Linked DNA regions of Mus musculus: all the other regions are linked to region 3. Evidence: chromatin contacts called from public Hi-C, HiChIP or PLAC-seq and promoter capture Hi-C data. All regions are on one chromosome and are shown on one strand. Each heading gives the region's core, a stretch centred on a gene start, on an enhancer-like site or on the middle of the called end of the contact. The rest is flanking DNA. Distances are from core to core; before and after follow the strand shown. Region 1 holds the start of Olfm1 (olfactomedin 1). Region 2 has its middle 11 kb from the start of Gm13373. Region 3 holds the start of Rxra (retinoid X receptor alpha). Region 4 holds the start of Ralgds (ral guanine nucleotide dissociation stimulator).

Region 1 (4,349 bases), core at 817-3,316, 530 kb before region 3:
ACAATTGTTATGAGTCCTGAGTCGGCACCTAAGAACTGAGAGCAGCAACCCTAGAGCTGTGTTGTCTCCCGAACAAAAGCAGCCTGGCTCAGATGTTGATTTCCAACTCCATGAAGCTCCCCCACGCACTAGCCATTTGGTGGATGTCAACAAATATATTGTGTAAGGGTCACCCTTAACCTCAATCCTGAGGGTTTGCCCAAAGACCACCAAGGACCCAGAACTGAGTGGCTGGATTCACCTTGCAGGCCTTCTATACCACCCATGACCCTGACCTTCAGATACACAGCAGGGGCAGAAGCCACCAAGGCTCCTGCATACACACCACCATGACCCCTGCCCTCCAGCCACTGCAGCCTACCCAGTCTCCAAGCCCTTCCCTGGCATCCTGCACTTCCCTGCTATTTTTAGATAAGGATGGGAAGAAGGCAGAGAAGCAGGTAGTGCTATACTTCATTTCATTCATCCAGCTTAGGACACAAGCATCCAAAATCCTTATCAGGGAAACTCATGGTGATATTTTTGTTTGGCTTTTTTTTTTTTTTTTTTTTTTTTGAGACAGAGTCTCATTACGCAGCTCTGAATGTCAGGGAACTCACTCTGTAGACCAGGCTGGCCTCAAACTCACAGAGACCCACCTGCCTCTGGGATTTAAGGAGTGGGACACCACTCCCAGTACCAGGGCACTAGGAAAACTCTTTTTAAAACAACAGGAGAGGCAGACCCTACAAGAGTGATAGATGGTGGTGGTGGTGGTGGTGGGTCACACCACCCAGCTCTTGGGATCAAACTGGAGGAGAATGGTCCCTCACCTGTCCTTTCCACTGAGAAGGTTATGCCAGGGTCCCTTTCCAGTGGCCCCTGACTTAAGGGTGGTCTCTGCTCAGCCTGCTCCATCTATCATGGAAGTCAGCCTTATCCAGACCCTCCACCCAACCCCCAGCCATAGCTCCCCATCCGCAGGCTGCCGATGACATGGAGATTCGATTTCCGTGTCAGAGGCCAGTAGAGAGGGGTGGGTGAAGACAGATCGGCAGCTGGGTCCCGCCCAGCTCCTCTCAACCTCCTCCAGAGTGCACGCTGAGATCTTCCAACCGAGATGAGACCGGAAGGGTCCCTTGGGATTTGGGGGGCTCAGGTGAGATCACAAGCTCTGGTCTTTTGCCTTGGGCCCCACTCTGCACTGGTCCAGTCCGTCTTTTACAAAGTAGGGCGAGCTGAGTCCTGGCTGGACCTAGCCCACAAAGGGTTTTAAGCAGCACCTCCACCCCTTACTTGCTGAGTGACCTTGGCTAAGTCCCCAAGTCCCTAGCTTCAGTTTCCTAAGCTTTGCAAAGAAAGATTTTCTAATATTAGTGAACGAGGACTCTGGACTTTGAACCCCTCCCACCATCACCAAAGCAGGTGTCCTCAAGCCCCTCCGGGGGACTGGGAGCAAAAAGCATCGCCCCGAAACGCCAGAGTGCGAGTGGCGGCCGCAGCTGAAGGCACTGCTTGGCTGCAGGGCAGAGGGTGGGCTCGTGACCCCGGCCCTTGTAACCCTCCCTCCCAGGGTGACCCCATCCTGTGCCGCACCGCCGGGCCAGCCCGGGGCTCGACCCGAGAGGAGGCAGGAGGGAGGAGGGGCCGCGAGGGCTCAAGGCGGGCGCACTTACGCCGGTGCTGCGGTCCAGCGTCCCGCCGCTGGCGGCCGAAAGCCGGGTGGTATTGAGGCCCACCAGCGAGGGCAGCGTCTGGGACATCCAGTTGGTGATCATGGCCATGGTGCTTAGCACGACCCCGATCTTCAGCAGCGGCACCGACATCGCGCCTCGAGTGGCCTCCTGCGCCCGCGCCGCGCCGGCGCCGGCTCCCGCGCCCCGGGCAGCCTCAGGCGGCGGGCACCACGGCGGGCAGGGGCGCCCGGCCGCGTCCCCGCGCCCCCTCTGCCCGCCGCCGCCCGCCGGTCTCTGCCTCCCTGTGCGCACTGGCCATCGCCGCGCCGCCCCGGCGCCGGGAGGTGACCAGGCGGCCCTGCCCGGCGCGCGCTGCCTGCCCGCGCTGCCCGCCGCTGCAGCGTCCCCGCGCGCTCCGCTCTCGAGAAGGGCCACCGGGTTCTGAGCGCGGCGCGGGCTGTGCGCGGGGGCCGCGGCCGGGGGGCGGGGACAAGGCCGGGCGGCGGCCGACGCAATCTGCCCAGGAAATGGGTGGATTTTTCCTCCGAGCTCCGGCTCCGCGACGCCCCCTGGCTGCAGGCAGCGAGGTCTGCAAACCGGTCGGCCGAAGAGTTAGGGTCACCCAGGAGGACGGATAAAACGCCGCCACAAATCGTAAAAAAAAAATATAAAACCTCAAGAATCTCGCATGGCACCCATCCACAGAACACCCCCTCGCCCAGCTCTCTCGGTCACCCTCACGGTTTTGTCTCGCCCAGGCCCGGCCTGCTTGTGGTCAAGGGTCTCCTCCCCTGCTGCTGGGCTTGCCTTCCCTGGTGGACTAAGTCCAGTCAGTTTGGGGTGTCTCCTGAGCCCCAGCAGGAAAGAGTAGCTTGGGTGGAGTCTCCAGTGTCAGCGCAGGAGTAAAGAGGTAGCTACAAAGTGAGAGACACTGCTGGGAACCTTGGACAACTACCTCAGAAGGAGGGGACAGTTGGAAGTCCTAGCGGGGGAACACCCTGGGCTTGTGGGAGCAGGTTTAAACAGAGAGGGACTGGAGGGGGGCGGTATGCCTGCTGTGCACAGTAGAGGATGAAGGAGAGAGAGTGTGCCAACCTACCGTCAGGAGCTGCTGGAAGCATAGGGCTCAGGAGGAACTAGAGGGGCCACACCCATGATTGTGGGGTATGGTACATGCACGGGGGGCGGGGAGGGGCGGGGTTAGAGTATCTGGCGTCTATGCTGTAGGCTTAGATGGACAGGGGTCCCTCGCAGGGACCCAGATCAGGGCCAGGCAAGCTTCAGCAGTATCTGTGCCAAGACTTGTAAGTCTCAGCAAAACAGAACAGCCGGCAAACACAACTTCATAGTGCTTTTGACTTTGAAGCAAGCCCTCTAAGCTGAGGAAAGCCAGTTTCTGCAGGCATTCCTCCAAGTTGTTCCAGTCCCGGGCAGGGAAAGCCAGCCTATTCGCAGCCCCCTACCCCTGCGCTCTTTCCCACCTGGTCAATTATAGACCAGGAAGAGATGTCAGAACAAAGGCAGGCCTCCTGGGGTCTGCCAAGAGGGATATGACATCTTCCGGGGGCTTGTCTCTCTGTGTTCAGTCCTCATTTGCAGAGAAAACGTCAACAGCCAAGATGACCCTGGCCCGAGTGCTGGGCGTGAGCCCTGCTGGCTCAAGAAGTCAATTGGAGTTGTTTCTCTGGTTAATGCATGGCATTCATTGGTGCCTCCAGTTTGGGTCAGATGCCAGCGAATTACAACTGTTAGGGAAGGGCGCCATCTCTCCGTGAAATCTGGTACTGCAGTCCAGTCACACCCAGTGGTCCTGCTGGATGCAGCAGCCGGAGATGCAAGGCTCTCTGCCCTACATCCTCTGCCAGGCATTTTCTGAACAGAATCAGGGCCGTGGCTGTGTCTACTCACTTGCTTCCTACTACACAAAGGTAAGGAGCGCTTAATGTTTATCAACAATTTCAAATCCAGCCCAGTACAGTCCTCAAAGTTCTCAAGGCGTCTCAGGAGTCATACCTTTTATTGAATTCCTACTTAGTGCAAGATACACAGTGCAACATGCTCTAAGCTCTGTGTCAGATGCAGCATAGAGACCATAACTGTCTTTGTTAGGCACACTCCATGGCCAAGCACCATTAAACCTTTCCTGCTCTCTAATGGGCAGAAGTCCCTCCCAGAGGTCAAGTGACCTTGGGGTCAAGGGGAGCTCTGCTATGAACTTGTATGAGACAGTGACCTAGCTAATGAGCTTTATTGAGACTCAGCTCTCTCATTTTTAAAATGGGCTTGACGATAGTAGCTTTCTCCTGTGATGTGTTAAGAGCGTAGGAATAAGACTGGCCTGCTCTGGTGACAGTCATTGTCACCTTTTCAAATGATAAATATGGGTTCAGCCAGCAACCTGTGCAAGGCAGGCTGCGGAGCTGGGCTTTGATATAAGGTGTGATGACCCTGAGCCCTCTGACACACCTCTGGAGCTGCTGTCAGTCAAATATCACAAGCAATGCAAGTATTTCCTCATAAGGAGAGAGGTGGGGATTTATAACCATATAGATATAGCCATATATCCATATAACTATAGTGGTTTCAAAGAGTTCCTGACTCTGTGTTAGGTGAGTGATTTCCACAGGATCCACAATTGCTGCCCTGAATTGGAGGAGTTTAACTTAGCTGGGCTTTTGAAAGGAAATGGAATTC
Region 2 (4,436 bases), core at 1,608-4,107, 740 kb before region 3:
AGTAGCTGGTGTCTAGCTAGTTATTGACTGGTGGCTGGTGACTTAGGGAGGCAGGTTGCAGAGCTCTGGGACTGCAGTGCTGTCCGTGTCAGAGGAATAAGGAGCTTCACAGGCCTCAGCCTGTGTGGGGCCTGGGTACTTCTCCTGCTGCAGCTTGGGGTGGGCACGGATATGTATTGGGCAACCACTGGGCACAGAGCAGGGGCCTGCAACCTGGAGACAGAGGTCCAGTTCAGTGCTATTCACTGAGTGCCTTTGGTGGGTTCTTCAGCCTCTGGTCTGGTGTCCTGGCCTCTCCACTGTCCTGTAGTAAAGTTCCACCTTAGTTGGAAAGCTTTCTGGTCATTATGGGTTGTACCATTTGGGGGCTGTTTGGGAGGTGTGGCGGTCACCTTGCATGTCTCACTGTACTTGGCTGGTCCCTCAGCCAAGGGGCAGCCTGAGGGTCAGCTCTGATGGGGCTGAGAGTAGTCTCATGAGATCCAGGCCAGAAGGGGCTCAGTGAAGGTGGATGGGCCAGAGAGGTGGACAAGGGTCTCCATATGGAGTCTGCCATCTTAAGGCAGGAAGGACATGTGAATTTCAAGGGTGCAGGAAAGGCAGGAGATAACCTGCAGCTTGGAGGGGTAGATGGAGCAATGTGGGTAAGGCAGGCAGTGGGGTCCTCCTGAGACAGGTCAGGGTAGGCCAGGATGAGGGCACACCTACAGGACAGGCCTAGAGCAGGAGTCTCCATCACCCTGTGGCTGTTCACAGCTTTTCCTGACATAAGACTCAGGTCTGGAGAGGTCAGGAGGGCCTTGACTAAGTAAGAGAGGGAGGGATGGGAAAGGGTGACACAGAGAGACTGAGAGACACATCACACATGTGCATATATGTGCATATGCACACACACTCACAAACAGACACATACACAGACACAAGTACATAGACACAGACATACACACAAATGCACACATACACACACACACATATACACAGACAGACACACACAGATGCATATACACAGACACACACACACAAACACACATACATACACACATATACACACATGCACACACAGGCACACACAAACATATACACACACAGACACACACACAAACACACACACAGACATACACACAGAAACACAGACACAGACACACAAACAGACACATACATAGACATACACACACAAACATACATACATACACAGATGCACACACACGCAGACACACATACAGACACTCATACACACACAACACACACACACACACACACACACACTCACGAGTCTATCTTGGCCCTCCAACCCTCTCCACACAGTCAGTATGAGGACTCAGCAAATATCAAGTGCCTGGCCCCTCCATCCTGCCCTAGGAACTCATGGCTTCAGGCACTCTGAGACCTGACTTGGCCTTCAAGGCATGCCATGGTCTATCTGGAGGGTTTGCAGGACCCCATGTCCCTTTTTTGTTTCATCCTTGTCTGATGGCCTCTCCTGGTACCTGTGCTTCACCAGGCAGGGCCCCGCCCTGTGGCCTCATTCTGGCTATAGAGCTCATTGTGCACAGCTTGTGTTTTCTGTCACCCAGGGTGGGGGAAGCAGCTTTGCCCTTTGTCTATTGGAGCCCAGAATTCCTCTGGTTTCAGTGCATAGAACTGGGGTCTAAGTGAAAGAGGAGGTAGAAAGATGCTAAGAGCCAACCAGATGTGGCTGATGACTCCACAGGACTGTCCTGCAGACACAACAGGACTGATGGACATATGGACACACAGAGACTGCACACAAGGACACACAGAGACTGCTTACACAAGTTCAAGCTAGATGGGGTCCCAGCACCGAGAGAGCCAGTGACCACAGGCTCCCAGCCCTAATTAAGAAGCTGTCTGCAACTGATACTTACTGGAAAAGGGAAAACCAGTTTTTCCGCAGTGGAGTGTTACTGGGTATATCAACCACACTCCAGGGCAGGACCGTGCACAGGATTTTTTTTTTTTTAATTTTGTTTCATTTTGGCATTTTTACTTCATTTGTTTTATTTTGGTTTTGTTTTATGCTTTTGTTTTGCTTTGCTTTGTTTTGAGAGAGAGAGAGGGAGAGAGAGAGAGAATATAAAGATGGGTGGATAGAATCTGGGAGGAGCTAAGAGAGGGAAAACATCAAAATAGACTGTATGAAAAAGATTTTAAAGGAAAAGAGAAGTGTTTGTTGACAGACTGGATGAAGTTGATCCCCAGTTCTTGCTGTGTCCCTGGGTTCTTATCTGCCTGTGACCTGTCCACAGGCAGGGCTTGGCCCAGTGCCCACACATAGCAGCCAACAAATGTAAGTGATATTGTTGTTGTTCCTATGATTATCGGTGACACTTGGGACTCTGATACAGTGTGCTGACCGGGGCAGGCTGTCATCCCTATCAGCCCCGAAGAAGCACTCTGGGGTGGTGGGGAGCTTCACCCACAAGCACCGGTCAGCATCACATTGGACAGAGTATGGCAAACTGCCAGTGGCCTTGGGATGAGCCATAGCCCCACCCCCAAGGGCCTACCACACTGCCCCCAAGCCATGTGTACACTTCTCTTTGCAAATTGACTTGGCACTAGGCATGCTGGAATGAGGCCGTGCCTGGCTCTCCTGCTGTGCTGGACTCCTTCCGAATGAAAGACAAATGTATTTTAATTTGTTCCAACTTGACACGGAACCCCCTACCCCTCCCCCTTGAGAAACTGGGTCACTAAGCAGAGAATTCTATAGCTGGCGCCAACTTATATTCTTGCTCACGAAACAGCCTTTGTTCCTTTTGCAACACAGGGAGGTTCTGGTGCTGTCTCTCTGGATGTGTGGGCATGAACGCAGAGAGGTCTAGAAATGTTGGGTTTGCTGAACAGAACAGACCGTGCTGAGTGGGCTCGGAAGGGGTCCTCTCCATTGCTCCTCTAGAGAAGGTGCTGGGAGGGCCCAGCGAGGGGAAGGCGCTGCCTCTGGGCCACACAGCAGCAGCTACTGACGCACTAAGCATTAGGAAGGCTGCCTGTACCCACCTCAGTCATGTGGCATTAGGAAGGCTGCCTGTACCCACCTCAGTCATGTGGCGTTTCCCAGGGCTTCACTCAGCTGGATGCAGAGGCCTCCCTTACCTATAAAATAAAGGGAACACAAGGTTGGTAGAATGGGGATGTTGTGTCCAGATGCCACAGGTTTTTAGGGTAGGTTTTTGGTACTGCAGGTCTGAGATGCCAGGAGCACTCAAGGCCAAGACCTGGACTACTCGGCCTCCTTGGGTAGTGGGCATCTGGGTCCCTCTGAATCGGTGTGTGCCAACTCTGCAGATGATGGCAAAGGTTGGTGCTGGCCGTGCATGTGACGCTGTTTGGATGCCTTTGGTGATGCTGAGTCTGATCACATAGACACCTTGGACTCCATACTCTGGGCAAGTCACTGATGGGACCACGACCTCATGTCAGCCTCAGTTTCTCCATGTGCAAGTTGAAGCAATGATAACCTGATTGAAAGTCTTGTGTGGGACTCGCATGAGTAGGATTACATAGGGAGGAGACATGTCTGGCTGTCAAATCTATCTGCATGTGAGGAAGGACAGACAGAAATGTGTGGGCTCCGGTGGGGGATGGGCTGTGATCACAGAAGGTGATCCTGAGTTGTCTGAAGCCGGGCATTGCTTGGCATTTGTGTTGTTGGGTTTTCCCAGAGGGAGAGGGCAATAGAGCCTCAGAAGGTCAGGGGTGTCATCCAGGTAGGGACACTTCCTGCTCTGGGTTCTTCACTTCTGGACACTGTGGGCTGGGCCCTCCTGGGCTGTGGTTGGGTTGGAATTAGAGAGTGTGCAGCTGGAAGCAGCCCAAACCTCAATTTCTATTTCTGATGAGATTTCCCTGGCCAGCACCTTAATGAAGCCAGGGCTGCTGGGGCTTCTGGGAAGTGCACATGGGCTTAATTACTCCTGTCTTGCTCTGCTTGGCAAATAGTCCACCTCCCTGGGCTTCCTGTTCTCACACCTCCAACCTTGGATCTAAGCCCAGGTCCTGCCCTGTCCCGGTCCTCCTCTTCGTCCACTGTCCTTCCATTTGTGTGCCAAGCACATAATCTATGTCTACCCAACTATCTAACCCTGCATCATCCTCTGTCTATCCATCCATTCATGCCACCTGGGTGTTCATCCACTCAGTTCCATTCATGGGTGTACCCATCCATATTGTCCATTGTCCACTCATCTGCTACCCACATATTTAGCAATCCATTTACCCATCCATCCATCCATCCATCCATCCATCCACATCATCCATGTACTCATTTATTCATCCATCTGTCCATCCATTTACTCATCCATGCACCCATGCATCCATGCATCCTCTCGTTTATTCTTCCACTCACCCACCATTTACCCATCCTTTATCTATCCATCTATCATCCATCCTTCCACTTATCTATCTACCCACCC
Region 3 (4,386 bases), core at 1,783-4,282:
GGGCTGTGTGTAGAGCTCCCCACCCTCAGTGACTCCTTCCGGTGGGCCTAGCTCTCTGAGCCCACATCTGAGACAAATGCTTGTGCCCAGCACAATAGTCACGGCCAGCCCAAAGAAGAATACTGCCAGACAAGTCCACCACCACAGTCAGACCACCATCAGGGAGTCACTTTTTCTCTCCCTAATACTTCCTCAGTCAACAACGAAGTCTCCTCCAGCGTTTCCCAAAAGAAATGCCCAAATCAGTAGACAGCCAGGGGCCTAAACATGAACTGCCTAGTCAGGCCCAAGCTGGACTCCAAGCCCAGCCTCCTGAGAGTCATGTGACTCTGTTATTTCGGGACTCCCGGAATGTGCTCTATTTTGGGTCACAAGGGCTCTGATGTTACTAAAAGCCCCCTCAGGCAGGCCCCAAGCTCACCAGGTCCCCAAGTACCACACAAGAGGGTGGCTGGAGGTCTAGAGCCTGGCTTCTGGAAACCTGTTACTCTCACAAGCAAATGGGCCACTAACAGCTGAGAGGGGCAGTGCAGGCTTGAGACCTTTGGACTCTGCAGGCTCAGCCTTCCAGTCCCACCATCTAGGCTGAGGCCAGCCCTTACCCCAACTCCCCAACTGGCATGGAGGAAGACCAGCCCTGGACAGCAGAGCCAGGAAACAGGGGCTGCCTGGGGCAAATTCCCCAACCTCCCTTCTTTCTTCCTAGATCTGTCCTGTGCAGATCAGCTCAGTTGGCAGAAGCTTGGAGGCTGCCTGGACCACCAAACACACACAGTGCACACTGGAAAGAGCCCTGGGTCCCGGACCCCAAAAGGGGCAAGGGAGTGAAAAAGGGATGGCCAAACTTTCCTAGACACTTCAAGTCAGACCCAAGCTGTCAGTGGGGACCCTGGACGAGCCAGATCCTCTGACACTCAGCCCCCAGGAGGGATTAGGCTGTGTTGACAAAAGGGCTTAGGCAAGTAGCCGCTTAAATGGATCTTCAACTGCACTGGACTTCAGAGCTGGTCACAAGCTTAGTAAAAAATAAAACGTAATCAGAGCCCAGGACTCAGCCCTCAGCCCTGGGGCACAGGCTGCCTGGGAGGCCAAAGCTGGTCCTGAGAGCCACCACTCTGTGAAGCCAACACAGCAGCTCTGAGACATAACTCCTCTTCATGGAGACTCCAGTCCAGCCGCCTGCAATGTCATTGCCAGTTCTGTATGTGTCAACTTTGAGAACGGGCTCTGTCTCTCCTGGGGTGGTGTTCCCATCTCAAGACCTAGCCAAAGTAGTGCCAGGCCCTGGCCGTGTCCCAGGCCAGAGACTGAGCAAAGCATTCCTGTCTGAAGGACCCAACTCTGTGTGCACATCAAGGCTTGAATGAAGGAGAAAGAGATGTCTCAGGAGCCTCCCACCCCCACCCCACCCCAGGCCCCACAGCAACAAGCCACAGTAACAAAGCTTTCTTGTCGGCTGACTTTGGCAGGGGGTTACAATGCCAAATCCACCATTTGTAGCCTCGAAGTGAAGCCTTCCCCAGTCAGTTTCTCAACTGCAACAGGGACAGGAGTTTATAGCCGGGGAGCTAGACCCCCAAGCTCAGGTGTGCTCCCACTGTCTCTATCACTACTCATAAGGATGGAGAGTCTGAAGCTGTGACACACTTGTAACACAACCCCAGTCACTTTGCAGCAGACCTGTTTGTGAGAAGGCTGGAGGTTAAGGAGGTACCACCTCCCCAAATCACCAAAAGTCCTGGCAACCATGCTGGGTTCTGATCACCCCTCAGGGTAGCCAAAATGCATCCCAAACCTCATAGGGGGTGGGAGGCAAAGAGGCAATGATCATCGTGGAGCTTCGTCCATAATCTGCTGTCCTGATTTCCAATCAGCACAAATTCTTCACCAGCCTGACAGCCTGGCTGCTGTCCTCACCACCAAATTAATATCTTTCCCGGAGCTCATTTATAAGTCTCCCTACCCTGCTTCCCTCTGGCTCCCAAACCCCAGGGAGAGTAATGAGTGGGGGGCTCTGACCCTGCTTGGTTCTACTCCGGGAGTTGGCAGGCTGTTTGGGGCTGGGTGCTGCTGGCGGGAGGGTTGCAGGACAAGAAAATGATCCTTCTGCCGATGGGTTGTCTCCCCTAAATACTGAAAACTAGGGGTGCCAGAGTGTGGGGCCCCAGTCCTGGGTTTAATCAGAGACCCAGAGTGACCGTGCCCACCTAGGTTTGGTCTGCTGTCGGGGAACGGCAAGATCGCAGACTCTATCCTGGGCAAAGAGACAGCCAGGGGCCAGCGGCCTTCTCCAAGCCACAGCCCGACGAGCCGGGAAGAGCAGTGGCCTCCCGGAGCCCAGCGCGTCGTCCCCATCCCAATGCCAGGGAGGCCCGGAGCCCTCCAGCGAGCTCAGAAGTTGCTCCTCCGGCGTGGCTCGGTTCCCGGATAGCTAGAGCTGGGCGCCCCGGGGGTCCGCGGAAGCGCGAGGCGCAGCGTGAGGGTCCCTCTCCACGTCCCGAGCGAACCTGCGCTCGCGCCAGCCCGCCGCCCACTCCCGCTCCTCGGCAAGTCAGAGGCCCGGCGTCCTCGCCCTCTCCCGCCGCGCGCCTGGGCCCGGGAAAAGTTGCCCTGTGCCCACTCGCCTCCCCGGGCCCGGCGCGCTAACTCTCGGTACCGCCACGGCTCGGGGCCAATGGGCCCGGCCGGACCCCCAGCGCGCGCTGCGCACGCGCCCCCGCCCCGCCAGCCCCGGCCCCCTCCCTCGCCCGCGCCGCCGCGGCCAGCACTCACCGAGCGGCAGGAAATGTTTGGTGTCCATGTCTGCGACTAACTCATGCCCAGCCGGCGGCGGAGCAGCAGGGCGGCAGCGCGGCGGCCCCCGGCGCGGCCCGCCCGGGGCCCGGGCGGCGGGGAGCCGGCGGCGGCAGCGGCGGCGGCGGCGCGCGGAGGCCGCGGCGCGGCGAGTTGTTGCAAAAGTCGCCCAACAATGTAAACTACTTGTGCCTGCGCGCGCCCCGCGCGCGCACCCGCCGCCCGCGCCTCCGCCGCGCGCCCGCGACCCGCTCCGGCCCGGCCTGCAGCGGGGCGGGGGGGTGGGGGGGGAGCGGCGGGGGGCCCGCGACGGGCGCGGACTCGGCGCAGCGCCGTCGCCGCCACTCGCCCCGCCCGCAACCGGTGCGCGCCCCGCCCGCCGCTGCCGCCGCCGCCGCCACCACCACGGCCACCCCGCGCTCGCAGCCCGGCCCCGAGTTGTGAGCGCCCTGCAAACTTGCAAGTTTGCATCTGCCAAGGGTTCCCAGGAGCCGTGGGGCGGCGGCGTGGGAGGAGGGCGGGGCGGTGGGGTAAAGCAGCCTTCCCTTCCCGGCTGCCCAAAAACCCGGCGGCCCGCGGTGGTGGTGGAGGAGGAGGAGGAGAGCCGGGCCGGGAGGAGAGCCCCGCGGCCGGGCCATTGTCTGCGCGGACACACAAAGAGGCCGGCCGTGGCCGCGCGAGGACCCTGGTCCTGCAAGGCTCCCTGCAGAAGAGCCGAGGCCCTGCGCATCCCGGTGGACACATGGGGAAACTGAGGCCGGTGAAGGGCCGTGAGCCAGAGGCAAGCAGCTGGGCAGGGAGATGCTGCCCTTTGGACGTCCCAGTCCCCTTCACCTAACACGCGAGAGGCCCAAAAAGGACCCTGGTGTCTGACCGCAGGCCAGACAGGCAGAGGGGGGCTGGGGTGCTGCTCGGGGTACCCACGTTAACACGACGGCTCTCACCCTCCTCAGAGGCGCGGGGCTTGAAGGGCGCTACTGCCGGCTTCGGACATCACCCGTGGCCCCAGGCTATTTTTATACCTTGGTTAGCTCTCTGCCCTGACTTAAATTCATGATTTGTTTGTTTAAAAACGAAAGGAAGCACTCCTACCCAGGGAGAGCCTGGGCCTCCTCCGCAACCCGCCCGCCGACTTGGGCAGCTGGAATTCGGATTTGGGTGTGAGCTACCTGAGCGGAGCCAAGCCAGCCTCCCTAAGCGCAGAGTTCCCCCTGCGCCAAGCCAGGCAACCGGCAGTCCCGCCTCCCTCCACTCCCAGCTGGTGCCTGCCAGACCAAAATCCAGCGTGGAGGCCCTGGCAGAGGGGTTTACCAAAGTCCACAGGCTGCACAGAGTAGGTGCTGCCCAAAGAGAACACCTCCCCTCAAGACAAAAAAGAAAGCTCTGCGTGGGCCCACTACCACCGTCCTCCAGGACTGCACTTTTTCTCTGTAAAAAGCAATAGTTGGCCGAACTTGGTGGCACACGCCTTTAATATCAGCACTCGGGAGGCAGAGGCAGGCGGATTTCTGAGTTTGAGGTCAGCTGGTCTACAAAGTGAGTTCCAGGACAGCCAGGGCTATACAGAGAAACCCTGTCTCAGAAAAAAAACAA
Region 4 (4,141 bases), core at 1,203-3,702, 860 kb before region 3:
CGACACAGGCAAGCAGCCAGGATAAGACGCCTGCCTGCCTGGCCTCGGCCTCTGCAGTTGACCAGCTTGTTGAGTGCAACCTAATTAGTTGTTTCATTTGTTAAATGGGCTATTAATAGCCCTGAACCCCTCAAAGGACAAAATGCATGCAAATTATTTAGCCTAGGCTCTTCCACCAAGCCCCAGCGGCTGTTAGCTTTTATGTTAAGCCCCTGGTTACAGTTCCCAAGGTCTCAAAATCTGAGGTACTCTCACCTTCTCCTGGACTCTAAGCCTCCCCATCACTCACCCGACAAAGGCTTTTTTGCAGTGCTTGGGTCAAGCTCTATCCACGACCTTTGCGGGCTTCTACTGCTCACTAGCCATCTCTGCTGGGTCCTGCTTCTAGATCTTATATGTACCAGACACCCTACCCCCAACCCCAGGGAACACTGTGCTGAAGTCCTGTCTGCGACCCTTTCTGACAATGTATTTATTTAGGTCAGGGACTTCACCTCTCTGGCCTCCAGCCTCTTAGCAGATGGCACTGGCATCTGAGCTGGAGGTCTGTGTGAGCCGGGAGGAACACGGTATTGGTGCCTGCTGCCTGTGAATGCTACAGATTCACAGTCACTCTCGCCAGGATGAAGCTGAAGCAAGCCTGTGGCAGGAGCATAAACCTCGTGACCTCTATAAAGCAGACTGGGGCAGGTCAAGCTAGGTCGGTGGTGGCTTGACTTAGAACTGAGAGAGTAGGCAGATGCCCAGATGTGTGAGGACATCTGGCAACCCCAGGCTGATGGAAACAAATGACAGAAGACGAAAGGCAAAGACAGAGAGTGCAGGGACCTTAATTGGATTGATTTCATTTCTGGACCTGGGTCTGCTACCAGGAAACCAGACTCAGGATGGGGATGGGAGGGAATTATTGGCAAAACAGACAGGGATTTCCCTGCCCCCTCCCCCAGGCGAATGCTAAATGGTCATTGTGTTCAGTTTCCGGCTGTGGCCTCCTCTCCTGCCAGGACCCTGGCTTTCCTGACCCAGCCAGAAGCTTCCCTCTGATTTCTAAACGGTGACCAGGCTGCATGACAACACAGAGGCCTGGAGAGAGGGCAGCAGAGGAGGCACAGATAGCAGCAACCCATGCAGGAACAGAACCTTTCAACAGCCCTGCCACAAAGGGTCCTTAGGGATGTAGCCAGACAGAGTCAGAGAGAAGCTTGACACCCCCCTCCAGGAGTGATCAGGCTAGGCCCTTCCAGCACACAAAGCCGGAGACTCTGCCAGACATAATGAAAGCCAGATGAGTGCAGGGCTGGTGGTGGGCCGCCCACCACCAAGCTCCCCGGAGTCCCTCCCCAGCCGCCTCCAGGATGAGACCACTGGGTGAATGAGCAGCCTGGCTTGGGACACCTGCCAAGCACAAGAGGCCTCCTAGGCCTGGGGGCCCCATGACCAGAAGTTCCCGAGTATGCTTTGTCTGAGCCTTCTCTAGGCAGAGCAGGATGCAGGGCTGCCTTGGGATTCCACTACCCCTGGGGCATGGTGGCAGGTGTACACTAAGGTGAAAGGAAGAGGGCACTGCTGGGTGTCCCTGCCCAGGACACTAGAAACAAGCTCCTACCCACATTCACTATTCCCACCACCCACACATAAGGGCATGGTCTCTGAATCTTCCAGCCCATCCCACTCCCTTCCTGCCACTGCCTCCTCTGAACAGCCTCGATGTTCCCGGGTCATTAGACCTATGTCTGACTCAGTGATGGGTATTCAAAGGCCCCTGAGGTCCCACTCACCTCTGGGGAGTTTAGGGCTGTGCCACCACAACCACTTGCTGGCCCACTATATTGTGGCCTCCTCGTGTCACGCGCCCCATTGACAAGGGTTTGAAATGAGGATAGGCCCTCGTGGTTGGAGCATTCACACACCACAGGCGTGTAAATAGTGACAGCATGGAGGGGCTTAAAGGTTTGACTGACTGCAGTAATTGGGGTTGTCACACCTGTGATGAGTGGGAGCAGGTACTGGGATGAATTGAGGGGGCACGGGAATTCAGCTCTGATTCCCCACCTACTGCTGAGGGTGTGCTGGAAGCTGTAATGCCCAACTGGCTGCCCCAGGGCTGATACAGCAGGGGGACTTCTGAGGAAGGAACCCCCCAGCCACACACAATGCTGCAAAGGACGTTGGGCTCACCCACCTCCAGGCGCGGCAGATCAGGGTCGAGCTGCGTGAAGCTGTGCAGCACCACTGGGCAGCTGTCGGGGACGCCCACCTCCAGGCGCACGGCGTCCCACACGCTGCGGCTGCGCCGGGAACCGGGAAACAACGGCTCGGTGCCCCCTATGGGCCCGGCCGCCTCAGCCCACATGCGCTGCACCATGGACGACTCACGGTGGCGCGGGTGGCCGGCGGGCCGCGAGACCCGGGGCAGCGCGGGGCGCAGGGCCGGCGCGGCTCCGCGCTGCCTGCGCTCTGCGCCAGAGGCCGGGCCTCGCTGATGTCAGCTGGGGGCGTGGGCTGCTGGGGGAGTGGTTTCAGAGGGGGCGTGGGCCTCCTCTAGTTGGCAGGCCTGGTGGACAGCGCTTGCATACACAGTCTATGTATTGTGTGGGCGGCCCGTGATGCTGTTTTGCTGAAATCAGATCCACTTCCCGGGAATTCCAGTTACAACACCCCCTAGCTCTGTAGCCTCAGTTTCTTCACCTGGAAAGTATGGGTAATGAAAATGACTTCCTCCAAGAGTGTGACTGGGAGGATGTCAATGAGGTCACTGACTATGTGCTCATATATTAGAGTATGGGGAAGGGTGACCCTGAGGATTGATTGGGCTCAGTGTCCACAGGGCGTTGGCATCCAGTCCAAGCTCCATTGGGAGAGGGATGCTTCCAGCCTCAGCTCCAGTCACCACAGTCATGCACAAACTAGACAAACCTACTATGCAAAAGCAATGCTGGTTACCACTAGGTGAGGTGGCGTACTTTTAAAGGCTTGTTTATTTTATTGTATGTGTACTGTTATTTGCCATGCATGTGTGTACATTGCAGACATGGTAGACGCTGATGCCTGAGGGGAACAAACTGTGAATGCTGGGCCATCTCTCCCGCCACAAGGCCTAAATTTTCTTTGAAATTTTTAATTGTCAGAAAGTATTTTTATGAACAGGCTCCAGTGAATATGATTTAAGAAAAAGATAGGCAGATTTGGCTAGGTGTGGAGATCCCCTAAGGCTGCTCAGAAGCCCGGGCTCTGCCCTATCTCCAGGAAGTCCAGGCGTGTGGGGGTATATCACAGGAAGGCAGTGGCTCCCACACATTCTGTAGGCTTTTCCCCAGCCCCATTCCTGGGCCAAGGACCCGGCAGCAGCTCAGCTTTGTTTCCTGACCCTGCTGCTCTCTCCTATTCTGGCTTTCTTTTTCTAAGGGCCACTTCTCTCTGATACTTAGTCCCCAGGCGTCAACCCTGCGGGCAGGCCGTCGGCAGGCAGGCTGCCTCCAGACACACTAATTGCAGGGATGGACGGTGGCAGAGGTGAGGTTCCATCATCTACTCTGCTTTTCTGGTTGCTGTCCACCTGTTTTATCAAGTTCCTTTCCTGTCTCGCTCTGCATTTCCCTCCTGGGAAGTCTGTTCATGGATATCACATGCACAGACACAGAAACACAGACACACATATGTGTAGGCAGATACACAGAGACATAAAGCCACACAGACAGACAGACAGACAGACAGACAAGCTCCTCACTCCCATAGGCCAACAGCTCAAGCCTTTTTACTCTGACCCCCTTTCACCAATATAAGTGTCCCCATGTTCCTGCCTGCTGCCCTAGACCCCACAGGGCTCACACCCTCAGCATCCCCAGCACCAGCTGTGACTTTTTAGACACTTCCCAGAAAGCAGAGCCCTCCCCAAGGCCTCCTAAGCATTCCCTCATGATTAGCCCCCAGCCTACAGGGAATATCCTTTATCAAGAGCAGGCCCATCAAAAGAGAGGGGATAAGGACAGCATATGTGGGATAGTGAAGAACGTCTTGCAACCCACACCTAAATCTAACCATCACTTGGGGAACAACAGGAGTCAGAAGGATAGCCTCCACACACCACCAGCCTGCAACCTATGGAAATCCAGCCTATAGGACAGACAGACAAACAGGTTTT

The links. Promoter capture Hi-C pulls out the DNA fragments that hold promoters and counts their contacts. A called contact is a pair of places that touch in the nucleus more often than the background predicts. HiChIP or PLAC-seq counts read pairs in DNA pulled down with a chosen protein or histone mark.
Region 1: a promoter capture Hi-C map of hippocampal neurons shows a contact between it and region 3, with 2.3 times the contacts expected there. The contact joins the promoter of Olfm1 here to the promoter of Rxra in region 3. A contact is called at or near these places in 4 of 39 promoter capture datasets (embryonic stem cells, hippocampal neurons, neural stem cells and 1 more) and 1 of 484 Hi-C or Micro-C datasets (the N1E-115 cell line).
Region 2: a contact with region 3 is called in a Hi-C map of cerebellum, with 4 times the contacts expected there. The contact joins the enhancer-like site here to the promoter of Rxra in region 3. A contact is called at or near these places in 1 of 39 promoter capture datasets (frontonasal cranial neural crest), 1 of 484 Hi-C or Micro-C datasets (cerebellum) and 1 of 115 datasets of contacts at active chromatin or transcription factors (bone marrow-derived macrophages).
Region 4: a contact with region 3 is called in a FOXA1 HiChIP or PLAC-seq map of pancreatic cancer cells. The contact joins the promoter of Ralgds here to the promoter of Rxra in region 3. A contact is called at or near these places in 1 of 39 promoter capture datasets (hippocampal neurons) and 3 of 115 datasets of contacts at active chromatin or transcription factors (embryonic forebrain, pancreatic cancer cells and stem cell-derived neural progenitor cells).

The regions. Positions count from the first base shown.
Region 1 is chr2:28,203,406-28,207,754 of GRCm38.p6, reverse strand. Olfm1 (olfactomedin 1) reads right to left here and starts at 2,066. Exons shown (of 6, transcript NM_019498.2): 1 at 1,656-2,066. The coding sequence starts at 1,805.
Region 2 is chr2:28,413,797-28,418,232 of GRCm38.p6, reverse strand. No RefSeq gene overlaps it. Among named protein-coding and RNA genes, the nearest start is that of Gm13373, 11 kb to the right of the region's middle. Within about 2 kb of position 2,857, at least 30 of the 459 cell types and tissues checked have an H3K27ac peak or open chromatin away from gene starts, as enhancers often do. A contact at or near this core is called in cerebellum, where this site is marked.
Region 3 is chr2:27,675,847-27,680,232 of GRCm38.p6, reverse strand. Rxra (retinoid X receptor alpha) reads right to left here and starts at 3,032. Exons shown (of 10, transcript NM_011305.3): 1 at 2,773-3,032. The coding sequence starts at 2,800.
Region 4 is chr2:28,531,775-28,535,915 of GRCm38.p6, reverse strand. Ralgds (ral guanine nucleotide dissociation stimulator) reads right to left here and starts at 2,452. Exons shown (of 18, transcript NM_001145835.1): 1 at 2,183-2,452. The coding sequence starts at 2,365.